2 separate regions of the Dromaius novaehollandiae genome follow, and region 2 is linked to region 1. A link is a contact called in public Hi-C data. All regions are on one chromosome and are shown on one strand. The core of a region is the stretch at or near the end of the contact, and the rest is flanking DNA. Distances in the headings are between cores, read along the strand shown.

The links. A called contact is a pair of places that touch in the nucleus more often than the background predicts.
Region 2: a Hi-C map of brain shows a contact between it and region 1, with 1.9 times the contacts expected there. The contact joins the promoter of OTOS here to the enhancer-like site in region 1. A contact is called at or near these places in 2 of 4 Hi-C or Micro-C datasets (brain and ovary).

What each region holds. Positions count from the first base shown.
Region 1 is chr9:25,515,297-25,522,102 of bDroNov1.hap1, forward strand. No RefSeq gene overlaps it. Among named protein-coding and RNA genes, the nearest start is that of GPR55, 130 kb to the left of the region's middle. Within about 2 kb of position 3,270, at least 1 of the 2 cell types and tissues checked has open chromatin away from gene starts, as enhancers often do.
Region 2 is chr9:25,704,752-25,711,557 of bDroNov1.hap1, forward strand. It overlaps OTOS (otospiralin), which reads right to left and starts at 3,169. Exons shown (of 4, transcript XM_026109727.2): 1 at 3,078-3,169. It overlaps LOC135329180 (a long non-coding RNA gene), which reads right to left. Exons shown (of 3, transcript XR_010390523.1): 3 at 6,178-6,757.

The DNA of each region.
Region 1 (6,806 bases), core at 2,020-4,519:
GTTCCCTTCTGGCTACAACTCTCGTAAAAAATGGATGGAATTCTGGTTGCAATTGATTAGTAGTCTGAGAACAAAAGCAATTTCTTACAGATGTTTTATTTCTTCCTGCACATAAGGTGTTCCACTATGCATAAAACTGCACCTAGTCAAGGGCAAGGAACCAACTGCCAAGAATTTTCTGATCATGGAAGAAGTGTGCAACTACTTTTGTTAAGAGTGTTTATAGCCCTCTCTGTCCAGGGACCAGCCCTCTCTGTCCAGGGACCTGCAGACATGCTTGCTTCTTTCCAGTATCTTGAGAAAGGTTTCCTAATCTTGAGAATATTTGCATGTTTTGCTCCTGAAATTAATACAGAACTATTTTAAATCAGTTTCCAGCTCTGCTAGCTCAGTTTTGCTCTGACTGCAGCAAAAACCAGAAGAGCCTCCCAATTTCACTGAATGCACAGAGAGTGAGCAAGCTCTATTTGTGCCTTTGCAAAAATGTGGTGCACAGGCTGGTGCATCTTCTATGACTTTTGCAGAACTGATAAAGCTTGGTGTGAACTGGAAAGTTCTTCTATTTCATAACTTCTAGAAGTATTCACACACACCCACTGTGGGATACTCAAAAATATCATAATTCAGAGGGGGTTAGTAACTGCAGTAATGTAAATAGAAAAGACCTGGCCCCAACAAGCCTGACCAGCTAGGAACTTCATTAGCTAGCATCAAGCAAGGGGCAGTAAAAAAGATTTGTCTTTGACACAGAAGAAGGAATTTGGGCTTCTGTTATCAGGAAAATGAGGCTGCCAAGCCTCATGATGTGTTAATTTACTAAATTTAGACCAGGTAAGCAACAGTGAGAAATATAAGAGGCAGAAGTTTCTAAATGGCAAGCTAGCACCATCACTGCTTTTCACCTCAAGTTGGTGACTGTCATTTTAAGTCCTGTCCCACATTTTGTCCTTCACCATCTCTTCTTCTGCTGTACTTGAAATCCAGCCCACTGGGTTCAAAGCTGTAACACTGGTATAAAATTTGTTTTGTGGAGTAAAAGACAAGGCCTGCTAGGAGCGAAGCACTCATGCCATAGGTGAGAATTAAAACTGAAATATAACATAAAGTTGGGAACTTCTTTTTCTTCCTCTTACTTTTATTGCAAAGCTTCGAATGCATAGGAATTTTAAAAAATCTTAGGCTCTAAGTCAATTATCATATGAAAATATTTTGATGATGAATGCAGGTAATATGTTTCCAGGTCTTACAGTTGCAGTGATAAGCTTTTAAACATGGTACAAAGACTCACATGTTAGGAGAGTTAGAAAAACTTCCTTAAAAATAAAATCTAGGTTGACCTTGCAACATTTCTCAATGGTAGGATCAGCAATTTATTTTCTTTGATAAACATCAGTATTTCCTCTCCCAGCAAAAGGGTTTTTATTATTAGGAGAGACCATGAGCTACTGTTAAACTGGCCACCCTATCATTGTCCACTGGTTAGCAGCCTCAAGGAAGCTCTCATTAAGCCATAGAAATTGCGCCTCAGGCCAAGGGCTACCTTCATTCTTAGCAGACCGATTTCTCACACTAGCACCTTGCAGTTCAGTTTTCCCTGCTCTGACAAAACAGTACTATAGTGAGTGTTACTTTACTAGCAACTACCTACTCTATGAAAGTGGGTATTATGGAACCTACGCGCTCTTCACAACTACATCATCAGCCTCTGCAGTCATTTATCCTCGGATCACCTCCTAAGGGGAAAGGAGGTCAGCTGGTCTCTCCAAAAATCTATGACTCCGTGCTTTTAAATTCAGAAACCATCTAAGATAATGAAATAAAAAGGTACATTTGGCTTCCTAGGTCTGCTTATTGCACCTTCAGATAATAGGCAACGCTGACCACAGCAAGGAACTTGTTTTCCTTCATGCCTTTCTGACAGCACTGTCTACACCGGACCAAGCTTTCACACCAGAGCTGTGTCTCTGTCCAGATGCCTCCATCTGGGCTCTATTGCCATTTCACATGGGCCAAAAGATCTTCTCCAAATCAAAAGCCAGTGGTCTGTCCATCCCATCAAGAATGACCGATCATTTCTGTTCAAGCGAAAGTAGGGGAAAATTAGTGTTGCAAGACATACTGCCTTCTGTGAATTGCTAAATGTCACAATCAACTGTAAATTTTATTAGGTGAGTGGAACATAGTGACAGTGTGGTAACAGTAGATGAAGCCTTTTAAATCAAAATCTGTTCTCCTTTATTCAAGTGTCAATTTATCTAGGTTGATCACATTTAAATAGGAGCACTCTTCCAGTTTACAAAAGTGGCAGGAAAATGTTGAATTTGTTCTCTCGTCTTTCCTGGACTCACCATGGAATGAGAACTCACAAAACTGACAAACAGAAACATGACTAATAGAGGAAAAAAACCCACCCAGACCTCATCAGTCATTTATGAAAAAGTGGTTTCTCTGGTCTGCTTCTCTAGCCATTGGTCTTCTGTAAGCTCAACTTTCCCCTTGTCTGCTGATACGTGCACATCACATCCATTACCTGGTTATCCCACAGCATATCCCATCTGGTTTGTCCCCTCACAGTAACAGGGCTAGCTCTCTAAAATGGTCTCCAGAATCTCCTGTTCCCATAACACATGCTGTTGTTGCTCTTGCAATAGAACCTCCCCGGGGCAGTCGGGCCCTCTGCCCCTGCGTGGCCAGCGGCAGGTGGTGGTGAAGGCCAGGGTGGAAGAGCTGTCTGTGTGCCAGCCCAGAGCCACTGGCCCGGGAGCAGGGGGAGGCACCCACCCACCACAGCGCACAGCTTGCCTAGGCCCAGTGCGCTTTGTTTCACTCAGTTCAAAACTGACAGGTAAAAAAATATTAATATACTGCAGATCAAAGGTATTTGAGAAAAGGTCATGGAAACCATACTTCTTTCATGAGGTCTTCTCTAGGAAAAATAAGAAAAGAAAGTTGAGGACTTACTTATGGCCTCAGGATTGAGTGATGCCTCAAAACAAACTCGACTGCTTTATCACTCAGGCTTGCAGATACTTACTCATGGACGTACATCGAACTGCTCCTGCGGAGGTGGCTTCCAAGGGTCTACAGTGGAAGCAGATGTTGCATGCAGATTTCATAACAGACTTTATGGAGTGCTAGATCATTTCAAAAAGATTTATGACCTTTTTTCAGTATTCTTACGATGCAAGCCACTGGTTTACAGGGATCGTTAGGAGTTCTGCCTGAGTAACTTGGACATAAATAGGATCTTGAAGGTATGCCAGGTTTTCCTGTAGTGCAAGCTGGCATAGCTCCATGCAATTTCAAAGAGCTTTTCTGATTTACAACAGCTCACTATCGGGGCCATGGTATTTACTGTGCTTTACAAGGAATATAACTGCAGGGAAAATTGCTCCAGACTGTGTTTCTACAATACCTGCTGCTGGCCATCTGTGCTGTATTCAAGAGTTATTAGGCCCCAGTCTCATCTCACATATACCCACTGCTGACTTGTGTGGGTAATTGCTGGTCTGCACTTTCCTGGGCCAGAAGAGAATCAAGTCCACTGTCTAGACCGTTTACAAACGAAATGCTTCAGGCAGAAGTCTTGCCAGCACTCTGTAGGAGCAAGCCTCAGGGCTCCTAGCTACCCCTTTGTACGTGCACATTCACAGTCCCTTTCATCAGGCAGCTTACAGATCCAGACAGGTTCTTTAGCTGCCCATGCTTAATTAAATACTCTGAGGGTCCAGCTCTGCAAGAAACCATGCTCATTATCCCTCCATAAAAATACACTTATCCTTAGTAAAGTGTTGCCATTATATATTTTTAGAATGTAGGACAATATGAGAAGGCAGAAAATATTAGTCGCTTTATTTGTAATGGTATTTATAAAATCGTAAAGTTCACAAAACCAGCTGCCACCAATGTCACACCAGATCAAAATCATTTAGATTTTACTCAGTGGTGCTGCTGAGGGCTTAGGCAAAGAGGGAGCAACCTGGAATATTATTAAAGAGTGTATCTGAGCTTACAGAGGTAACAACAAATGACTTTTCAGGAATAACCATCTTCCTCAGCTGGAGGCACAAGGTCTTCCCCAGCAGGGCCTTACCTCAGAGGAGAGACCAGGAAGTCCAGTCCAGTCACAGGACATGCTGGAGAAGTACTGGGGAGGTGGAGGATGCAGCGTGAGAGGGAAGTGGAGATGATTCAAATTCTTCTCCTGATTTCCAAAATATTTGCTGGTAACATTGTGTGTTGGAGGAACAAAGTTCCAGATTAGCTGCCAGAGGTGGAAAAGTGAGTGCCACCCCCTGACATGGTGGGCATTTTCTGAGAGGCTGCAGTGACCCTACGAAACAGGCTGCGGTTTGTGTTGGCAGATCCTGAGCAGGCGTTTGGGAGTGTTTTGCTCATATGGTGATTAAACAGACCACCGAAGCCTGGAAATGCTGTCAGAAAAACTGGACACGTGAGGAGAGACAGAGCATAAAAGCAACAGCACTGCCTCATTTTTATACAAGTTATACACTTATTTACATTTCCAAAGCCAGAGCTCGCTGTAATCTGTCTGGAGAAGTCTCTGGTGAGCAGCAGAGTATCGGCAGCAAACCCCTCACACTGCAAGTCCTGAGGGAGCGGCCAAAGGAGGGGTTCGGCTGGGCCAGGGGAGAGGGAAAGAATCAAAAGCTCAGTGTGGGAATAAAGCAAGCTTAATTGCCATCCGACTGTTAAAAGGAGACGTGAGAAAGATGCATAATAACAATAGAGCCAATTAGCTTCCTATTCTACCTGCAGCAGGGACAAAATCCATCTTATCAACCAATTTTTGACATGCAACTTTCATCTAGCAAAGGCTGCAGGGGAATAACCCTGTGTCTTTCTCACACTAGCACGGTACAGTGACAAAAAGCATCACGGGCTCCCTAGGCAGCTCGCTGTGCGCTTGCTATCGGGATTAGCATAGGGATGAGCTAACAGCTCCGCATCTGCTGCAGGCTGGAACTTCTTCCTTATTTTTAATGTGAGTGCCTGTAAAATATGGATCCCCAGAAAGGGAGAGCAAATGCATTCTGGCTTGGTACATTTGATCTCTCTCAGCAGCCAAGCACAGCAGCTCACCTCCGTGCAGGCCAAGGATACTCAGCACAGGCAGACTACGAAGGCCCTGACCCTCACTCACAGCGGGACTCTCCACATCCCACGCGCCTACAGGCTGACGTGAATGTAAGTGCTCCTGGTTTTGCCTATTTCTCCGTCCTGTGATGTAAAAAGGCCCTGTGTAAACAGCAATATCTCACCTCGGGACAACAGGATGAGCGTCAGCATGTGAGTGTGGAGCTAGGGCTCCTCTGCAGACCCGCAGCAGACACTGGTGAGGTGAGCGAGTACGGCCCATGGTCTAGCAGAGAGACTTTGGCGGGGGGCAGCCATCCTTTACTTGTTCTGCTTTCCTTCCCCAGGTTCACTCAAGTCCTACAGGTGCCATTCACAGACTAAGGAAAAAGCCAAGGCAAGCAATGTTCCCTTGGTGGCATGTTAGACGGTACCGGGAGTTAGGCTCTCGGCAACCATTTCATAACTGGCATAAAAACACTGTTAAGGAAAGGTCAAAAGCAACCCAAGTAGCAGCATCATAAAGAATATTAGTAAATTCCAGCAGTCTGGATCAGCAAGCTCTCCATGTGGGGTTAGGATGTATAAGGTAATTAACACAGTCAGGATGCTAATACTGTGTGACCCACACCTGTAGAGAAGCACCCTGGCCTGATAGAGAGTAGGACATTCTTATAATGCCAAGAAAGATGATTTTTTGTTTTACAAAAATGTCTATCTTTATAATAGGTGCATAAGTTCCTGGTCCAGGAAAAAAAGGTAGAAGTGATCACATGTCTGGGCAGAGATGAGAACAGAAGCAACCCAAGCAGTTTCCCATATCAGCATAACATTTCTTAAGAGCTTCCTGACATCTTCCACTCACCTGCCTCCCCTTCGTGCCACTTCTCCAAGGTTGGATGGGAAATGTGATATGATGTAAAGACCCTCTTACATCCTTTCTTTAATCACCCTGTTGACTTACTGGTTGAAGCTTTCTGCTGGATCCTTTTCTTCTGTTTGCTCACCCTTTGCTGCACAAGCCTGTATCGGCAGAGGTGGGCTGTTTTCGTGTCGAGAGGCTGCAGGGCCTCTGAGCCTCCTCTGGCTGCTTGGCAGGTTCCCTTGACACCCTGCCCGGGGTGGAGTGTGCGCCTGATGCCGTTTTAGGCACCTCACAGCTCTTTTCAAGCAATGCACAGATGTGTTCATGTGCATTCCCATGGATCTGCTGACTGGGGCTAGGAGCATCAAACGAGATGAACATATGGCACGGCAACACTTCAAAGAGTTGAGAGTTTCCCCTGAAGCATCTGGTGTATCTACTGCAAAACCACTATCAGTTCTGAAAATCAGGGCATAAGCCAATGGGCAGAGACCACAAGGAAGTCTCGCACTGACTTCAGAGGGAGTTGTATTCACCTTTAACGCACAGGCAACACAATTTAATTACAACTTTATTAAGTTGTAGTCTGGTTCTCTAGTATTTATTCAAATAACTGCAAGCTATTAATTCACTAGGGCTGAGTATAACTGAGTATACTTGATTTTGTATCCCTCAGGTATGTTTTCTAGATGAACAAAATTAAGACAGTGATGTTTAAAGGCAGTTTGGTTGCTGCTGCAGCCAAGGGGCTGCCTGTGCTGCCTGTTGCAGAGAAATGCAGCGGCTTTGCTCATGTAGACAGCTGGTCTGAACTCATATGCTTACAGCATTGTATATTCAGCTT
Region 2 (6,806 bases), core at 1,919-4,418, 190 kb after region 1:
CTCATATTCCACTAGGTTTTGAGCAAGAAACTTAGAGGACAGAGGAAGAGCCTCCATCTGTATAATCAGAAACTGTGAGCAGGAGTGGCCACCTTACACACTCCCAACCCCTGCCACAGCCAGTGCCAGTCCCATGGAGAAGTTGGCATACAGCTCCCCAGCTCAGAGCAGCAAGGATTTGGAAAAGCTCATCTTCAACACTGTCTATGTGACTTCAAGGTTAGCAAAGCAACTAAGGAGAGTTGGGGCTTCTCAGGAGAGATCCGTTGTTTTTCTAACTGAAGGTTTGCTCTGCCAAAGCAGACTGAAGGGGAGGAATATCAAGTACCACCCCAAGATGGAAAGAGTCATCTTCCTCCCCCAGTTTTATCTGGGTAAGAGTGGTCAGTGCTAATGTTTCAGCTGGAGAAAAAGAGCTAACCCTGCACTTCTGTAAGAGCATGAACATTTCAGTGACCCAAGTAGTTCATGCCTTAAATAGAAGCAGAGCTTAGTCTTGTAGATAGCCTACTTCAAAGGCTTATTTTGATCAGGTGTTTAAGCCTTCTTGGATCCAAGTTATTCATCTGAGATCCAGAAAGAAATCTTAGCTTTTATGTTGGCCTGCCAGCCTTGGTGCTCTGAGATAACTTGATGTTTACAATTACTTAAGCACTAGGTGAAGCAGTTCTTAGCTACAGCATGACTTGCTACAGAGTTCAGTTAATGGTTATGTCCTGTAATCCACATCCTACAAGTTATTTTCCTATTATTTCTCAGCTGAAATTGACTGACAACCTGGACTGAAACATAACGCAATGTTAACTATAATGACAATTTTTGTCACTATATATTGACGTTAAGACACATGCATCTGCAAGGCACCTTTAATGGAGCCATGGTATGCTGAAGCTCTTCATTGACAGACCAATGCAATCTGCATGAAGTAGGAAGTCTGCTGGCAATCTGTTTTCTGCCATTGAGCTCTTTGGTTACACAGATGAAGCCTGGGAAGCCCTCCCTACTCTTGTTTTTGGGTGGCAATACACTGTAGGCAACCTGCAGCTCCCAAGCAGGCAAAAGCCCAGAGCCCCTCAGCCTCCCACAGCAGCTCCGGCCTTGGCCACTGCCATAGGCAGGTGACCAGCTCCCTCTGCTGTCTGCAGCAGACATCAGGAGGGCCCTGTCTTCCTAACCGTACCACTGTAAGGACAGGATTTAGTTAAGCTTTCAGGCATTCAAACTTTCTTGTATTTCACACACATTTATAGGTAGTCACCTGATTTGACTACAGTCAGGACAACACTTAGCCTGCCTTAGATCAGAACCATCTCAGAAAAGAAAGGGATGTTATCTCAAGACACTGTTTTATAGCATTAACATTTTCTCAGAAAAGTCCAAATATTTATTCCTGATTTTTCCTTCTCATCCTGGAGAAGAGGTGGTACAGCTTCCAAGTTCCTGCTATTGCTACCATCACTTCTCATCCACTGCTGAAAACCCTTAAGGAGAGAAGTATTTGGATCAATACCCCATTTATAGTTCAAGCCATGCAATAGAAAGAACAGTCCCCAGCTCTGCTCTCCAGCACAGCTCACTGGTGAATGAGTACCAGCTTACTGGCACTTTCACCATTAACTGGCTCAGTTAGTACACCAAGAAAGGATGCACTGAAGGTAAAGAAATTGCATAAATCCACCTTTTCAACAGGTTTATGATTGTCTGTTGTCACCAGCTTTACATCAATGCAAATTAATTTCTATTGCTTCAGCAGGCAAAAATTCCTATTCCCATAAAACAAGGGTAAAGATCCTTTTCTAGAGAGACTCTCTCTCAAAGCTATCTCAGGCAAGGCAACCAAATAAAGGACTAGTTAGAGTGAATAAGTCTAGCAAAATCCAACCCACCTGTTGACTGCAACAGTTTTTAGGGCCCCCCCACACACACACATATTAAAATACCTACAAGGTATTCTGAATGCTGGAACAGTGCAGAGATACTAAAGTATCTGAAACATCCTAAGCAATGAGGGACACCCTCCATCCCTCAGGTTTTGTCTCACATAAAACAAAGATTTCCTCCTTTCCCTCCCACTCTTTGACTCTGGTCCCAGAGTTGGGGGTGAGAGTCCTCTCCCTCGGGGATATTCAGCTAAATACTCATGCTTCCACCTCCCTCTTTGGCACAGGGAGCAGAAATTGCACCAGGAGAGCATCACAGCTTCAGCGGTTTGCTGGCAGGCACACAGCCTGTAGAACATCATCCAGGGCGTGTGCCCAGGGAGGCAGCCATGGGTTGCCCTGCATGGGGGAAAGCTGCACCGCAGCTCCCTGGGTCCCGACACAACGGCATTGCATAAGAGCAGGGCCACGCACACAGTGGAAGAGCAGGCATCACTGCACCATGTGCTCACAGCCCAACTGAACCAGGAACAAGACACCAAGAACACTGTCCACAACATCTTCTCAGTACTGAGGTGGCTACTGAGAGAAAGGTGCCTCTGGGGATATGAAAAAAGCCAGAGTTAGAGCACTAGGGAGAAGATAAGAGCCAAGCTGAGAGTCATCCCTGGAGTTGAGGCACCTGCAGGCTTGGAGCAGGTGCTCCAGCATCATAATTTCAGGTCCCTCAGTGGCTTTCCCTCCCCCAGCCTGGACAGGGATCAACACCTGCCTCCTCTCCCAGTGCCTATAGCACCTCTCCTCCTTGAGCCCTGCCTATATAGCAAAGGCCTAGGAGACCTCATCACTGAGGACCAGGCAGAGAAGGGCCATCTATACCCTGCCTGTTTGCTTCAGAGCTCAGTCATGAGATCTCTGCCTAGCCAAGCCACTCTCCTGAGACATATGCTAGTTTTCCCAAACATCTAGATAGACTGTTCCTGGGACTGAAGGAGGGTATCACAATTTCCTCCTAGCCCATACCCTCTACCCAAGCACAAGCCAGAAGCTCCTTCTGCAGAGACACCCACTTGCCTTTACAGTGATAAGGAGGCCACAACCCCCCACCTACGCTTTCCCAGGCCTCCCCTCAGGCCCCCTGCTCACCCCAGCTTTGCTCTCGCAGCCCTTGTAAGAAGGCACTAGCCAGTGACTGACCCCAGCCTGCCTTGGGGAGGGCTCCAGCACACCGGGGGTCCAGGAAACACAGGCACAGGTTGGGATCCATGGCCAGACAGGAGCACAGCTTTAGCTGCTCTAGAGCCAAGCACCCCTCCAGCACAGCTCAGGCAAGAAAGGAGGTGCCTGGGCTGAGCTTAAATAGGCTCCTGCGCCCATTGACAGGGGTGTGGGGGCCCCAGGTGAGGCTGGTCAGGGCTGTTAGGGCTCTTACTGCCCTCAGGGCCCTGACAACACTCTCTCTTTCAGAGGGGAAAGAAACAAACTACTGCTGTTTTTCTGAAAGAGTTTGTGATCACGTTAGGAGAGAAAGGGTGGTCTCGCTGGCAAGGCCCTCAGTCATCACTTAGTAAATGTGGGTTCGGTTCCTGGTATTGCTAAAGCCTTCCTGTGTGATCTTGGCAAGTCATGGAACACTTTATGGACACGTTTAATCTAAAATCATGCTCGAGTCTGTTTTTAACATCTTTAAAACATGCTGAACTGTAACCCTCCGCTGTCCCCCCGCTGACTTCTAGCTCTTCTAGTGTTGATGGGAGCTCGGGACGGGAACAAAGACAAAACGCACTTTCTAGGGATTCAGCGACTGGGCCCTCTCATGCCGAGACCATCCTAGGAGGGGACCAGACAGTGGGAACCGTGTTTTGGCAGGGAGGAGAGTGTTGGAAGGTGTCTGTATTTCTAGAGGAGAGCACACGAGCATTGCTTACTTGCTTTTGAAAGCTGCCCATGCTCAGCAGAGGTGGGTATACGGGGCAAAGAAACAGGGAGAGGGAACGCAGTCCTGACAGTGTTTCTTAATAAATGGGGACATCTGTTAAGAACCTTGTTATTTAGACCTTTTTCTGATTTCTAGCCCAAGGCAGGTACTCCTCTGTAAACAGCATGCTTTGCAAAGTTTGTACATCCTCAGTTGTCTCTTCTACTTTCACCACTTCCAGCCAGGGGAAAATCTGGCCATGAGCAGGTATTTCAAGCCTTACATTTAAGCCACAAGACTCTTTTCTTCCCCTTAGCTGTGAAGCCTAACTGCTATGCTAGCTTCTTACTCCCACTGAACAAGTTGCCAGAAAATCCCTCACCCTTTCTATAAAATGTCCCCACTAGTCTGCTTATTACCTTTTGCTTAGCCTAGAGGCAAAGATCTACATTTTGCTCTCCGGTCCCCAGTGTCCTCCCTTCCCTCATTATCCGAGCAGCACGTATGGGAGATAGCACAAAAAGCCCCAGCGCCTCCTCAGAGCCTCAGCCAGCACCGTTTCTAATCCCTTTGAAACCGCTGTGGCAGCCGGCGCCTGACACACGTAATCAGCTCCAGGCCTCATCAAAACATTGTAAACATGATTTACTATTCCCACCACGCACACCTCCCTTCCCCACCCCTCCGCTCAATTATAACCAGCAATAGTTCTTAACAAACGACTCCCATTCCTGCAACTTTGCCATTATCTCATTAATGTGGGACCACCCTCGCACCGGGGTTTTTTCTCTTTGCTTTTAGTCAGGCCCACCTCTCTCGCTTGCTCTGTCTTGTTCTCACATACTTCCCGGTGCTTTTATCATCACGCTGATGATAAAATGCCCATTTTCATCTGCATGAAACAGGAGGATCCAGAAATACAGACTATAAATCCTTCTACACAAACTATCTTCCACTCGGGGCGTGTGTGCGTGCATGTGAGCTTGTTTGCATGTTTTTTCTTCCTGTCTGGAGTGAATGCAGCTGGTATTTTTTGTATCAGCTCTGAAGCAGCTAATATTTTAAATACTGCTTATAAAAAAAAACAAGCACTTTTCTCCTGGCCTCGAAAGTACTACCAAATCTACCGAGTCTCTCACGGTTACCTTTTAAGGAGGTGGATCTGTATATAAACACATGGCTCTTTCGTACAGCACTGCCTTTCTTCTGAAGACCTCGAGATGCTCTATAGGTATATGAGGGGCTCAGGCTGCAAGGTGCTGAGTACTTTGACCTTGCTCCAGCAAAGCACTTATACACATGCTTAACTTTAAACACATGCATAGGGATCCACTGAAATCAACAGGACTGCTCACATGCGTAAGGATAAACATGTAGTTTAAGTGCTCTGCTGGACCGGGGCCAGAGGGCCCAGTGCGTGTCAGGATGGAGTCCTAATTAATTCAGGCTCACAATACCCCTTTGAGGTAACTATTGCTATTAGAGCTGCTCAAAACGTGGAAATGCCATTCCGTGGGAAATTCTGTTATTTGAAAATTTTTGCTAAAGGCTAAGTGAATACGGGCTTTAAATAAAATAAAAGCCTCATTTAAAGCTTTAAATTACAAATGATGTAAATGCGCTCCCCCTCCTTCCCATTGCCCTTCTTCTTCTCTTTGTCCTTAACACAAGATTAATGGGAAATAATGATGTTTGTTACAATGGAAGTAAACCAAGGATAATGTGAAATCCTTGACCATACTTAACCGTTTTGAATCTGTAAGAGTGAACTAAGATTTTGTCAACATATTATCCCTTTCAGACCCAAAACATGTTATAAACATCAGTCTTGCATTTATAACACAGGGGAACTAGAGAGTGATTTACAGAAAATAAGGAGCAAAAAAGATAGGAGGTTGTGGGTTTTAAATTTAAGGTTCTTATATGAACGGGGAAGGCTGTTTTTAAACCATTCATTAGCTTACATGTGGATTATTTACCAGCTGAGAGGCAGATCTGCAAGAGGAGTACCCAGTCTTTTCTCCCCTGAGGTTAAAAAAGTGACCCCAAATACAGCAGTGGTGACATGGGATTGCTTTGAAGCTGAACCTGTAGGTAAAATGATTCAGCGAGGGCTCTGCAAGGCCGGGGTGAATCCACCCTCCCGCGAGCTGGGGGAAGCTCAGGAGAGTTTTGGACACATGCAAGGGAGCGCGGCTGTGACGGACGGGTCACGGAGCTGGACCCGTAGACCTGGGTGCTGCTGCTCTACACTGGACGCCTGGCTTGAAGACCACCACAGAGAGGTGGGATGCATCCCAGAAGCAGCGCCTGACTCCCGTACGAGCAGGGCGCCCATGGGCCCGCTTGCACAAGCCCCACCAAGGGGTCTGTCCCCAGCAGAACTGGGAAATGCCTGGTCTTGCAGCCCCAGAGAGGGCGAGGGGGAGGCACGGCGCAGGGTTGGGGACAGGAGGCAACCAACACGCCTGAGACTCAGTCTTCCTGTTGCAACATGGCCACAAATCATAATGCTGGCATTTCTTCCAGAAACAGCACTGCAGTGGTCCAAAGCCAGGCGGAAAGTGTGAGAGATACTTAGCTTTAGATAACAGAGGAATCAACAGATATTTCTGACAATACTGCAAAGACACAAAATAAGCTAAACACACATTCACCTGCCTTATTTCCCCAGGAATGAGATAAGTTGGATGTTTTAATTAAATACATGCTTTAATGTCTACTGAGTCACGGCTTCTGCTAGGATCAAAACTAGAAACCATTGAAGTCTTTAGGAGTCTTTAGGAAATGCTGGATTTCCCTGTGTAGTATCAGGTAACTCCTCCAGATGATTGGTTTCAAGCTTTCAAGCAATTCTGTTCGCTTCAGCTGGATTGCTCCCACGTGCACAGCTGCTTGCAGTCCGCTCTATGGAGTTTCAGGTAAGGAGGCTGGTTAAGAGCCTTTTACTCAGATGACACTAAAAAAGAAGAAAAAATTAATTCAAATGGGATCCAAGAGACCCAAGC